Linked DNA regions of Sus scrofa: region 2 is linked to region 1. A link is a contact called in public Hi-C data. All regions are on one chromosome and are shown on one strand. The core of a region is the stretch at or near the end of the contact, and the rest is flanking DNA. Distances in the headings are between cores, read along the strand shown. Region 1 has its middle 110 kb from the start of SPATS2L. Region 2 overlaps SPATS2L (spermatogenesis associated serine rich 2 like).

Evidence for each region. A called contact is a pair of places that touch in the nucleus more often than the background predicts.
Region 2: a contact with region 1 is called in a Hi-C map of skeletal muscle, with 3 times the contacts expected there. The contact joins two enhancer-like sites. A contact is called at or near these places in 2 of 47 Hi-C or Micro-C datasets (epiblast stem cells and skeletal muscle) and 1 of 2 datasets of contacts at active chromatin or transcription factors (skeletal muscle).

What each region holds. Positions count from the first base shown.
Region 1 is chr15:103,768,289-103,773,177 of Sscrofa11.1, reverse strand. No RefSeq gene overlaps it. Among named protein-coding and RNA genes, the nearest start is that of SPATS2L, 110 kb to the left of the region's middle. Within about 2 kb of position 2,622, at least 10 of the 83 cell types and tissues checked have an H3K27ac peak or open chromatin away from gene starts, as enhancers often do. A contact at or near this core is called in skeletal muscle, where this site is marked.
Region 2 is chr15:104,022,078-104,026,966 of Sscrofa11.1, reverse strand. The region is part of intron 8 of SPATS2L (spermatogenesis associated serine rich 2 like); the gene reads right to left. Among named protein-coding and RNA genes, the nearest start is that of KCTD18, 75 kb to the left of the region's middle. Within about 2 kb of position 3,041, at least 15 of the 83 cell types and tissues checked have an H3K27ac peak or open chromatin away from gene starts, as enhancers often do. A contact at or near this core is called in skeletal muscle, where this site is marked.

The DNA.
Region 1 (4,889 bases), core at 1,373-3,872:
CATGAAGGGAGACAGCGATTCTGATTGAGTGGTTTGCTCTGCAGACCCAAACTCTCCCTTTGGGAAGGGAGTATTTGCAAGCCCATCTTGGCTGCCAAATTAAAGTCATGTTCTACAACTGGTTTTAAGTGTAATAAAACTAACATTTGAATCTTAATGCTCTCGTCTTTTGTCCTAGCTCTCAGTTTGTTACCTCCCAACTCCCCCCAGTAATGAATATTTTAGCTCTCACATGAGCCATTGTTAACCCTCAATACCCCGGAGCACCTGGAAAACCCTAAGTGGAACTGGAGGTTTTCATCAGTTACTCGCTGTGATTCGATGCTACAGGACAACTGCACAAAGAAGGTCACAGTAGCCCTGCAGGCATTCGCCCATTCATCTAATTGATGTCAGCATCTACAGACTGAGCATCGTGCCAGGTGATGAGGCTATAAAGGTGGTTAGGATGCGCTGCCTGCCTTGAGGAATGTGCAGAAGAGTGGGGGAAGCCAGGCAGGTAATAGAGCTGATAGAGCCCCATATGATCGGGATGGAACATGACTATGTCCAGGTACCACAGAAGCACAGACTCATGTCCTGGGATGAAGGGATGAGGTGTGGACAGGCCAGATCAGGAGGAGACATGAACTGAATCTTGAAGATGAAGAATAAGTGGAAAAAAAGAGAAAGCAGGGGAAGGGTGTTCCAGTCAAAGGACTGAGGATATTCTCAAGGAAATGGCAAGGATGCAATAGGTTTGGGAGTAAAAAGCCTGTCGAGACCTTGATGGGGCTGAAGAGGAGGTACAGGGACATGTGTCATTGTATCACATCCAGCGTGGAAAGCATTTTCTCCAGTGAATGTCCTCATTGTGCCCCAGCCTGAACAGTGTTCTGGGGAATGGGATGTACTAAGGGTTTGAGACCAAGATCATGGGGCAGAGGTCCCACCAAAAAACATGCAGAGGCAAGCTGGGGTGTAGTCCTAGGGTGACTGGATGCAGCATAGTAGAGGTGAGACATGTCCACCACAAAGGAGATTAATTTCCACTGGGGTCAAAATAGCTGGGAGGTGGCCAGGGTCAGCCTTGTAGGAAATTTCTATATGTGAATCTCAGTTCCAGCACATACTAGCTAAAAAACTTTTGACTTGTCAGAGAACCCCTCTTTGTATCAGTTTTCCCCTCTTTAAAATGTTGTGGTGCAGCAGTTAACGAATCTGACTAGGAACCATGAGGTTCCAGGTTCGATCCCTGGCTTTGCTCAGTGGGTTAAGGATCTGACGTTGCTGTGAGCTGCGGTGTAGGTCACAGACGTGGCTCAGATCCCGCACTGCTGTGGCTCTGGAGCAGACCGGCGGCTACAGCTCCGATTAGACCCCTAGCCTGGGAACCTTCATATGCCGCGGGAGTGGCCCTAGAAAAGGCAAAAAGACAAAAAACAAACAAACAAAAAAATGGAAGTAATAAAACCTAAGGCTGCTCTGAGATAAAACAAATAATCACCGCAGCAGGCAAATGAAAATGGAAATGGTTAGTATGATATAACTTTGGTGCCATCCTAGCTTTTTTTCAGTCCCTTCCCATTTTGCGACCCCTCCTCCTCATCCATTTGTGAGCAAAGGTTTTAATACAACGTTTACCATTTTCTGCCTTGGAACAACTGCCACAAAACTGAGTGTCTTAAAACAGCCGTGACTTATTGTTTCTCATAAGCCTGTGACCTGACTGGGGCTCAGCTGGGCAATTCTGCTGGCCCCACTCAGGGTCTCCCCTGCCACTGACAGGAGCCGAGCATTCAAGGCTCCTGGGTGGGAGCCTGAAGGATGGACACAGATGGGCGCAGCAATGGCCAGGACTCTCCTCCTCCTGAAGTCATCTTGGGATCCCGGCCCGTTGTCTACTTAGCTTCCCCATGTGATCTGTCCAGCAGGGCAGCTAGATATCCTGCTGGCTCAGATTTTATGTTTTTAAACACAAAAGTGGAAGCTGCTTGGTTTTCTTAAAGAGTCAGAACAGTATTTCAGCCACATGCTGTTGGTAAAGCACCCAGATTCAAGAGGAGAGAACCCTGAATTTTCACATGAGGGCGTGAGGATGGGAAGGCATCTTTCCTTGAAAGGCTCTTTCAGAGACTGGCTACTTCTTGTAGACTTTACTTTTTGTATAGCACAGATCTATAGGCTTTTCCCCCCAAACTCTTGGAGTCAGGAATTTTTCATAATTCAGTTGTTTTTTTTTTTTTTTAGATTATATATATATATATATAGATATATATAATGCATATAGTGTGTAGTTTGTCATGTCCCCAGCAGAGTTTGGGGTAGCACCCCATAACCAAGAACCTTGATAACTCTCTAATAAAATGTATGCCTCAAGTGGAGTAACTACAGATTACAAATAAGAAGGCCAGATCAAACTTTGGTATTTTAAGTTGTGAGTAAAATATTCTGAACCTGTATTTTGAGTCAAAAGAATCTTTTGAAGAAAAAATTATTTTTTCCTCTCTTGAGCATGCGTACCCGCTGCCAGTTCAGGTCCTCTGGGAGGCAGACACTGAAATAGAATTAGGAGTGTGAGTCACTTAGCTGTTGAACGGTAAAGGGAAGTGGGAACTGGTGCAGGCAGGGCGAGCTTCAGACCACGAGGTAGGTCCATGTGGGGGAGGGGGGGTGAGGGAGGGTCAGGCAGGAAGATCCTCAACACAGAGCAGCTCTGAGAAGCTTTGGCTCTCCCAATGGGGAGCTCCGTCCAGAGCAAAGTTCTTGGAGGTGGTAACAGTGAGTCCTCCCTGCTCAGTCATTGGCTGGGAGTTGCCTGGGAAGAGAGCGGCAGCTCCCACAGTCCCTGGAGGCAGTCAGTCCCTGGCCATGGGCAGGTCCTCTCTTGAAGGCAGAGCTGAGCTCCTCTGTGGCTGCCACCATTCTGCTTCCTCAGCTTCCACAGACTCAGTTCCTTGGGTTATTAGTTCTAGTTAACACCATGCTCTTCAGGGTTGTGTCTGCCATGTAACTGGGGGTTCGACTTTCATCTCAGAACTATCCATTTAATCCATGAGCCACACGGTTTTAGGCTGTCTTCCAAGCCCATTCAAAGAGCAGTGATTTTACAAGTTCTCCTTTCTGAGCTTTTCTGAGATGTCAGAATGGATGATAATTTCTAGCACAAATTGAGAAAGGAGATCTCTGAGAGAGAAGCCCCCAGAGGCCTAGAAAGGTGTGTGTGTGTGTGTGTGTGTGTGTGTGTGTGTGTGTGTGTGTGTGTGTTAGGGTGGGAGAAGGGGTGGGCAGGTGACATGGGACTTGGAAAATATGTGGAGGGACTTTCAGATCAGTGAATCTCCCCTGTGGCTTTTAGGACTCTGCCCCATCTCCCTATGCAAAACTCCTGCTCCCCACACAGCTGTGTAGAGGGTGATGCATGCACCATAATGCCAGCACCCTCTAATCGCCCAGCCCTTCATAGTGCCTGTCCCATGACATGCTTATCCACGGTCCCCTTCCCTGCTCTCCACGCTCCCTGGAGAGAAGCAGCTTAGGGCTCATCAAGTGCATCCAAACAGAGCAGGAAGCTCAGAGGTCATGGGCCCCTAATCCCCAGTTAGCAGCTGGAACTGACTCCTATCCCAGGTCTTTTTCCATTGCCCTGCTCTGCCCCTTCCCTCCTATTAGGAAGTTCACTCCCACTTGAAACCTAAGGTGCTAACTGCAGAGTTGTTATTTTAGCGGTGTCTAAACGGTCCAAGGGTAACAAAAAATTAAAGTCGCACTCCTCTTTGAGTAAGTATTCCAAAGACCCCTTTAAAATGCGTTGGCTCTTCCTGCCAGATTAGAAGCCCTGGGGAGTTTCCCAAAGACTTCTTGGCCGCTAAGTCTTCTGCACACTCCCACCATTTTCTACTGAGCTCTGTGCTCTCTCAGTCAGTAGACTGTCGTGGCAGATACTTACGAAACCCTCTAAGGCAGTCATGCAGCACAGGGCTAGAAGTGGTAAAGGGTGCAAAAGAGGGATCAAAAAATAACACCAAGTCGCTGACCCGTTTTTCCAAGATGTGGGTAGATAAGTGTCCTCTACAAATGGTCAGCTATGCGGAGTGGGCCAGCTGGCTGAACTGCTTTGAGTGTGCTTTTGTAAAGTCGAATGCGATAATCCAATAAAATTTACAGCAAAGTTAATCTGACACGTCTAGTGGTGTACATAATAGTTATTGTCCTCCATGGTAATTAGGCATAAATGAAAGCAGTTCCCATAAATGCCTATAATTAGACTTGGAATTCCTCCATGGGTGGAGGAAATGGATAGAGAATCTAGAAAATGCTATGGCATGTTTAATATATTACAGTTTTTTCTTAAAGAAAAATTACCCTCAGCTAGCTGCGGTGATGCCCATATGTGACAGACTTCTGAATCCATCAGTGCACGATGGGTGTTTTTGTTTTTTTTTTTTCCCCTTCTTGCCTGCATTTCTGGGATTATAGAGATAAGGAGGAAGGGAGTGGAATGCTCCATGAGGCTCCTTGGATGCTGAGCACACAATTTTGCTATCACAATAGAAGGATTTTTAAAAAGGGCAAGGAAAAAGTACATTTGCATATGTAGAAAAGTAACTAAATGAGTATTGTTTTAAATTTCTAGTTTTTAACCTTTGGTTCTTCTTCTAATAGAATGATCGGTGTCAGTGCTGATTGCGTTCTTGATGCTGCAAGCCCCTCGGTCCCTTAGCCATGTTCATGGCCACACAGCAGGAAAGCCATGGTCTCTTTTAGTCCTCTTGCAACCGTGGCTCAATATCCATTTAAGAGACATTTACTGAGCTCCTGCCCTGGGTCAGCACAGACTTGGGGCTGGAGGTAAGGGTGAATCAAGCAAAGTCTTTGTTCTCAATTAGCTCACATCTCCATGTAAGGAG
Region 2 (4,889 bases), core at 1,792-4,291, 250 kb before region 1:
TAAATATTAATTTACAGACATCATCTTTCAGTCAGTGTTAAGTTAGTCACAAAGAGAACAAATAAAAACCCAAAGAGTACAGAAAAACCAGGCTTTTAGCCTTGTATGGAAAGCCAGGTATTAAAAAAAAAAAAGCAGCTGAAAGTTTGGGGAATTGGGGAAGGAGGGGGAAAAACAACCAATGAGGAAAGAACCCTGCTATGTAAGAAGTCTGCGAAAGTGAAGAAAAATGGTCTTATTGGGACTCAAACTAAAGTAGCTTCAAGGCTGCATGATCTTAAGATTTTGATATTATTTGGGCACCCAAGGAGCAGCAAAGTGGGGACATGGGGCAGATTGCTGCTTGCCTGGTTCTGAAATGCAGCAGCCTCACTGGCAATTTCTTCTTTGGGAGGCCTTGTCAAGTTCCTATTCCAGCAAAAAAATACAATATTTAAAATATCACAGCAGTGATATTTGGTCTGTGTGTGGGGCCACCCTGCCGGCCACCTCCGGTGATCTGTGTGTGGTTCTGCTTGGCTTCCAACAGGGCCTCGGTAGCAGATAAGAGGTCCCCTTTCGAGTGGGATTTGAGGGATGCAGAAGAAGATATACTTATCTAAAAATGGCTTTTTCTTCAGCCTGCAATTCTTACTTTTAGAGTGACTCTTTCGCCTGGTGGAGAGTCTCAACAGACTCTGTTAACTCTGGTTCACATGCAAATCTGTCACTCTGGGAGTGAGGACACACAGTCATCAAAAGGATGAGCTTATCAGTTAACTTGAAAATGAGTTTCAGTGGTTGAAAGGAAGAAGAGGAAAAAGATAGGGGAGCCCCTTACAAGGAAGGTCCTGTCCCTTAGTGAGTGGGGTGTAGTGAGGAGCCCCAGCCTGTAGGGGGCAGTAGAAGGTTCACTGCCTTTGCTGGGAGGGAGGAAACTCCCAAGATGGAAGGAAAGAGACAGAGCAAGGGGAGGTGGGCAGGGGCTTAGGGTCCAGAAAGCTGAGAAACTCCTGACCTACTTCCAATTTCTTGGTCCTGCTTCAAGAGAATATAAACACGAGGTATAAGAACATTTCTGGCCCCTTTACACAGAAGGCATGCTTTGACTGACTGCCCTTTCCTTCGTGAAAGCAAAGCAGCCTAAAAATATGGTCCCCTCCAGGCCCCATTCTCTGCAACCCTGTTGCCCCAGCACACACTCTATCCTTCTGGCTCGTCACCATCTTCCGTTTTCTTTAGGAGTGCTTTTAATGAGATGTTAAATTGACAATAGCACCTAACAATTTTTACAGCTCTATTTTGTAATCCTTTCTCCCCCAGCATATGGCAAAACTCTCAAGTATTACTCTCCTTCCCCAATGTTTTTTTTTTTTTTTCTTTCCTTTTGAATTTAATGTTTTATTGCTCCTTTAAAGCCGTCAACAACAACTTGGACATGCACACACACACAGATTTGTGATGAGACGCTAGACTAGTTTGCACACAAAGCAATTAAACCTGGCAGCTATGATTCCGAAGGATGCATATTTTCCAGTTGTGGTAGGGGGCCAATCATATAGAAGAGAAACCAGCTGTTTCATGTTAGTTCCTGATGTGACTTTTCACACAGACACTCATGTTGCAAGATTTATTTTCTGTGAAGACATATGGTGAGGGTATTGTGTCATCTTTGTTCCCCTCTTCAATCTCCAGTTCTGTCTGGGAAGATGAGAAGGATCCATGTAATGGTCGTTTAGCCCTGTCTAACTGTGTCCTGGTGAAGTGCCAACTTGGATGGTAGAAATTAGCAACTCAATGGTTTTGTTGAATAACATACTGAGCAAAGTAGTCCTCCCAGCCAGATCGGGAAGGATAAGCGTTTCCTTCATTTTCCCAGATATTTGCTCCCTCCGTACGGAGCATGTGCAAACAAGTGTTTTCTCTCAACCTCACACAATCGCCATTCCCGTGAACCCCAGTAGTCTTTGGGTTCACCTCCTGAAGCTGGCACAGTGAATGGTGAGAACTTATTACTCGAGAGGGTCTGCTTATTTCTACATGTCTACTGAGTGCTTTGGTGGAGAAAACGGGGCAGCCCCAAGGAAGGGGAGGGGAACTGGCAGTGGGACACATACTACGACCCTGTAGCTTGTGCACCAGATGAGTCAACATCTGCCTCCGAACCAGCACTCCTCCGAATCTGGATGTACCCTACGATGAAACCCTGAGGTTTCCATAGAGCTGTGTTGAGAAGTCTCTCTAGTGCTTAGAGTTCGTGATTTCACCACCACCAGGAAAACTTCTTTTTTTTTTTAAGCATTTAAGCTGCCTTCTTCAATTCGGTGACCTGCTATTTTTCAAGAGCACCACAATCCCTAAAACTTATCCTTTGCTCCTCAGAAAATGAGAGAGGCTTAATTCAAGTCCATCACCCTGTTGCCTGGGCTGCAGGCGTATTTCAAACAGAGGCAAAGTTTTCCCCTTCGGCATAAAGGCATGCAAATGGTTGATTAAAAATACTTTAGTTTTATGTTTAAGTTCACATTTATGTAATCATTTGGGGATTACAAATTAAGGGTTAGGTCAGAAAACAAGTGGTGATGTTTTCTCATTTGGTAGCAATGGCATACAGAAAAGAGTTGATCCAAATTGCGCCTTCTTCAGTTTGGAGGAAAAGTGCCATTTTGTCAAGCATAAGTGACTTTTAAACAGCCGAGTTGCTTGGCAGAGCTCATTCAGAAGGGATCCTTTCCGTCAGTTTAAAATGCAATGTGAATTACAAGCAGAGAAAAGATACACAACTTCCCTGGCTGCTGACTTTCCTGGCCCCACACTTTCAGCTCTTGAGGAATAAAGCATTCAGAGAACCTGCTATAAATCTCAAGATGTCTCATGAGCCATACAATGTTCATTTGACTAAGGAAATAACATAAAATAAAAAATAAGAGTACTCAGAGCAGCTGGTGGAGAGAGGTAATTTGAGGTCACCACTACATTTTGTCAGTTAGTGTGTGAGTCACTCAGATGGAAGGTATCATACAGAGGCCTCAGTGCGAGAGTTTACTCTGCAACCACCACTGCGGGTCTGCTGCTGGGAGCAGCTCACTGACCCCTCCAGACAGAGGCGGGAAAACTACGACCCCCAAGAGCCAGATCTGGCCCACTGCCTCCCTGGGTGCTCTCTGGCTGCTTCCACGTCACAACAACACAGCGGAGGAGGTGCCCAGAGACCTGAGAGCCCATAAAGTTTACGACATTTACTAGAGGCCCTTTCCAGAAAGTGTGCTGACTCCAGCTCTAGAGAACCAGCCTGGAAGTTAAGTGTGTGCTTTTATATATTAGGGTAACTTCAGGATAAACTGGAAAAGTCACAGATGTGTAAAATTTAAAAAACTAGGAGTTCCCGTCATGGCGCAGTGGAGACAAATCCAACTAGGAAGCATGAGTTATGGGGCCTTGCTCAGTGGGTTAAGGATCTGGTGGTGCCGTGAGCTGTGGTGTAGATTGCAGACATGGCCTGGATCCTGCCTTGCTGTGGCTGTGGTGTAGGCCGGCAGCTGTAGCTCTGATTTGACCCCTAGCCTGGGAACCTCCATATGCCTCGGATGTGGCCCTAAAAAGCAAAATAAGTAAATAAAAATAAATTTAAAAAAATTAAAAAATACTTAAAAACTAATAATAAAAATAATAATAACAACCACAACAATGACACCTTCCATTTGTATAGCATCTTTACTTTCTCCAAGTACTTTCGAATATATTCTAGGACTCTGCTTTGAAAACTAGTGAGGTTATAATCTGGTCAAACAGAGAAGCAGTCCACTAAGGAGGGGACGTCGTGAATGGGTGGAGGGAAAATGATTCCTCACTGAATAACTGGAGGAGATGGTTTTCTCTCAAGTCCCAAGTGTCTTCTGTACCCTTGGAATCTTCCATTACATGTAGCAGATGGTTTAATAGTCAAGAATTTTAGGTTAGGTTAGTGTTCGGCTTAATTTTGAGTTTCACACGACTTTCCAATCAGCAAAAAAGCACATCAATGTCAAAAAAAGGGGACTTGGAATGGGCAAAATAGGCAGAAATTGTGATCAAATTCTAGAATCAGGGAGGCCAATAAAGGAAACATGGTACGTGAGCCGGGCCATTGTGGATACGCTTTTTCTCCATTCTCTATTTTCCTCTTTAACGCCATGACTTTCCTCTGGGAACCATGGCTCTTTGACTCTCAGTTCATGGAGTTCGGGGTTGGGGCTCCCTCCACGGCTGACTATATGGTAGGCATGTGGCTCCAGCCTGGCCGATAGGAAAACTCTGTCCCTCTAGCCACCATGACCGGTTTCTGGACAAGATGCAAGACCCAACCCAGCCAATGGAAATTAGCCCTTGGACTTTGTGTTAGAATGATGGCAAACAAAGCCCTTCCTCGGATCACAGGGGCTAAAGATTACGTACCCTTGGAGCTACCAGTGGGTTCTCTTTGCTGCTACATGGAGATGTTGTGCCTAAGAATGAGGCCAAGGATAAGCAGAACCAGGAGAAGGTGAGAGGCAGTGAGTGAGGAAAGGAGGGAGAGAGAGAGGGAGGCAGAGAGAGAGGGACTGAATCCTGAGAATATATTGGGCTTAGAACCAAATTTGCCTAAAGGAACCTCCTGGAATTTTCATGTACATCAGCCAGTAAATCCTCTCTTGTCATTAACTAGTGTGACTGGGGTTTCTGTCACTTGAAACTGAAAGAGTCCTGATTGATATACTGAGAACATTCTTCTACTGATAATAACCTAACCTTTTTAAGAATAGCTATTTCACTCCAATTATACACACAAGCAGATGTATAGGGCTGAAAGAAATGTCTTCCATCAAAATCAGTGGCAGAGGAGGGCAGGGCAGGACCAAGGCCACACTGATGTACCATTTCTCAATTCCAGT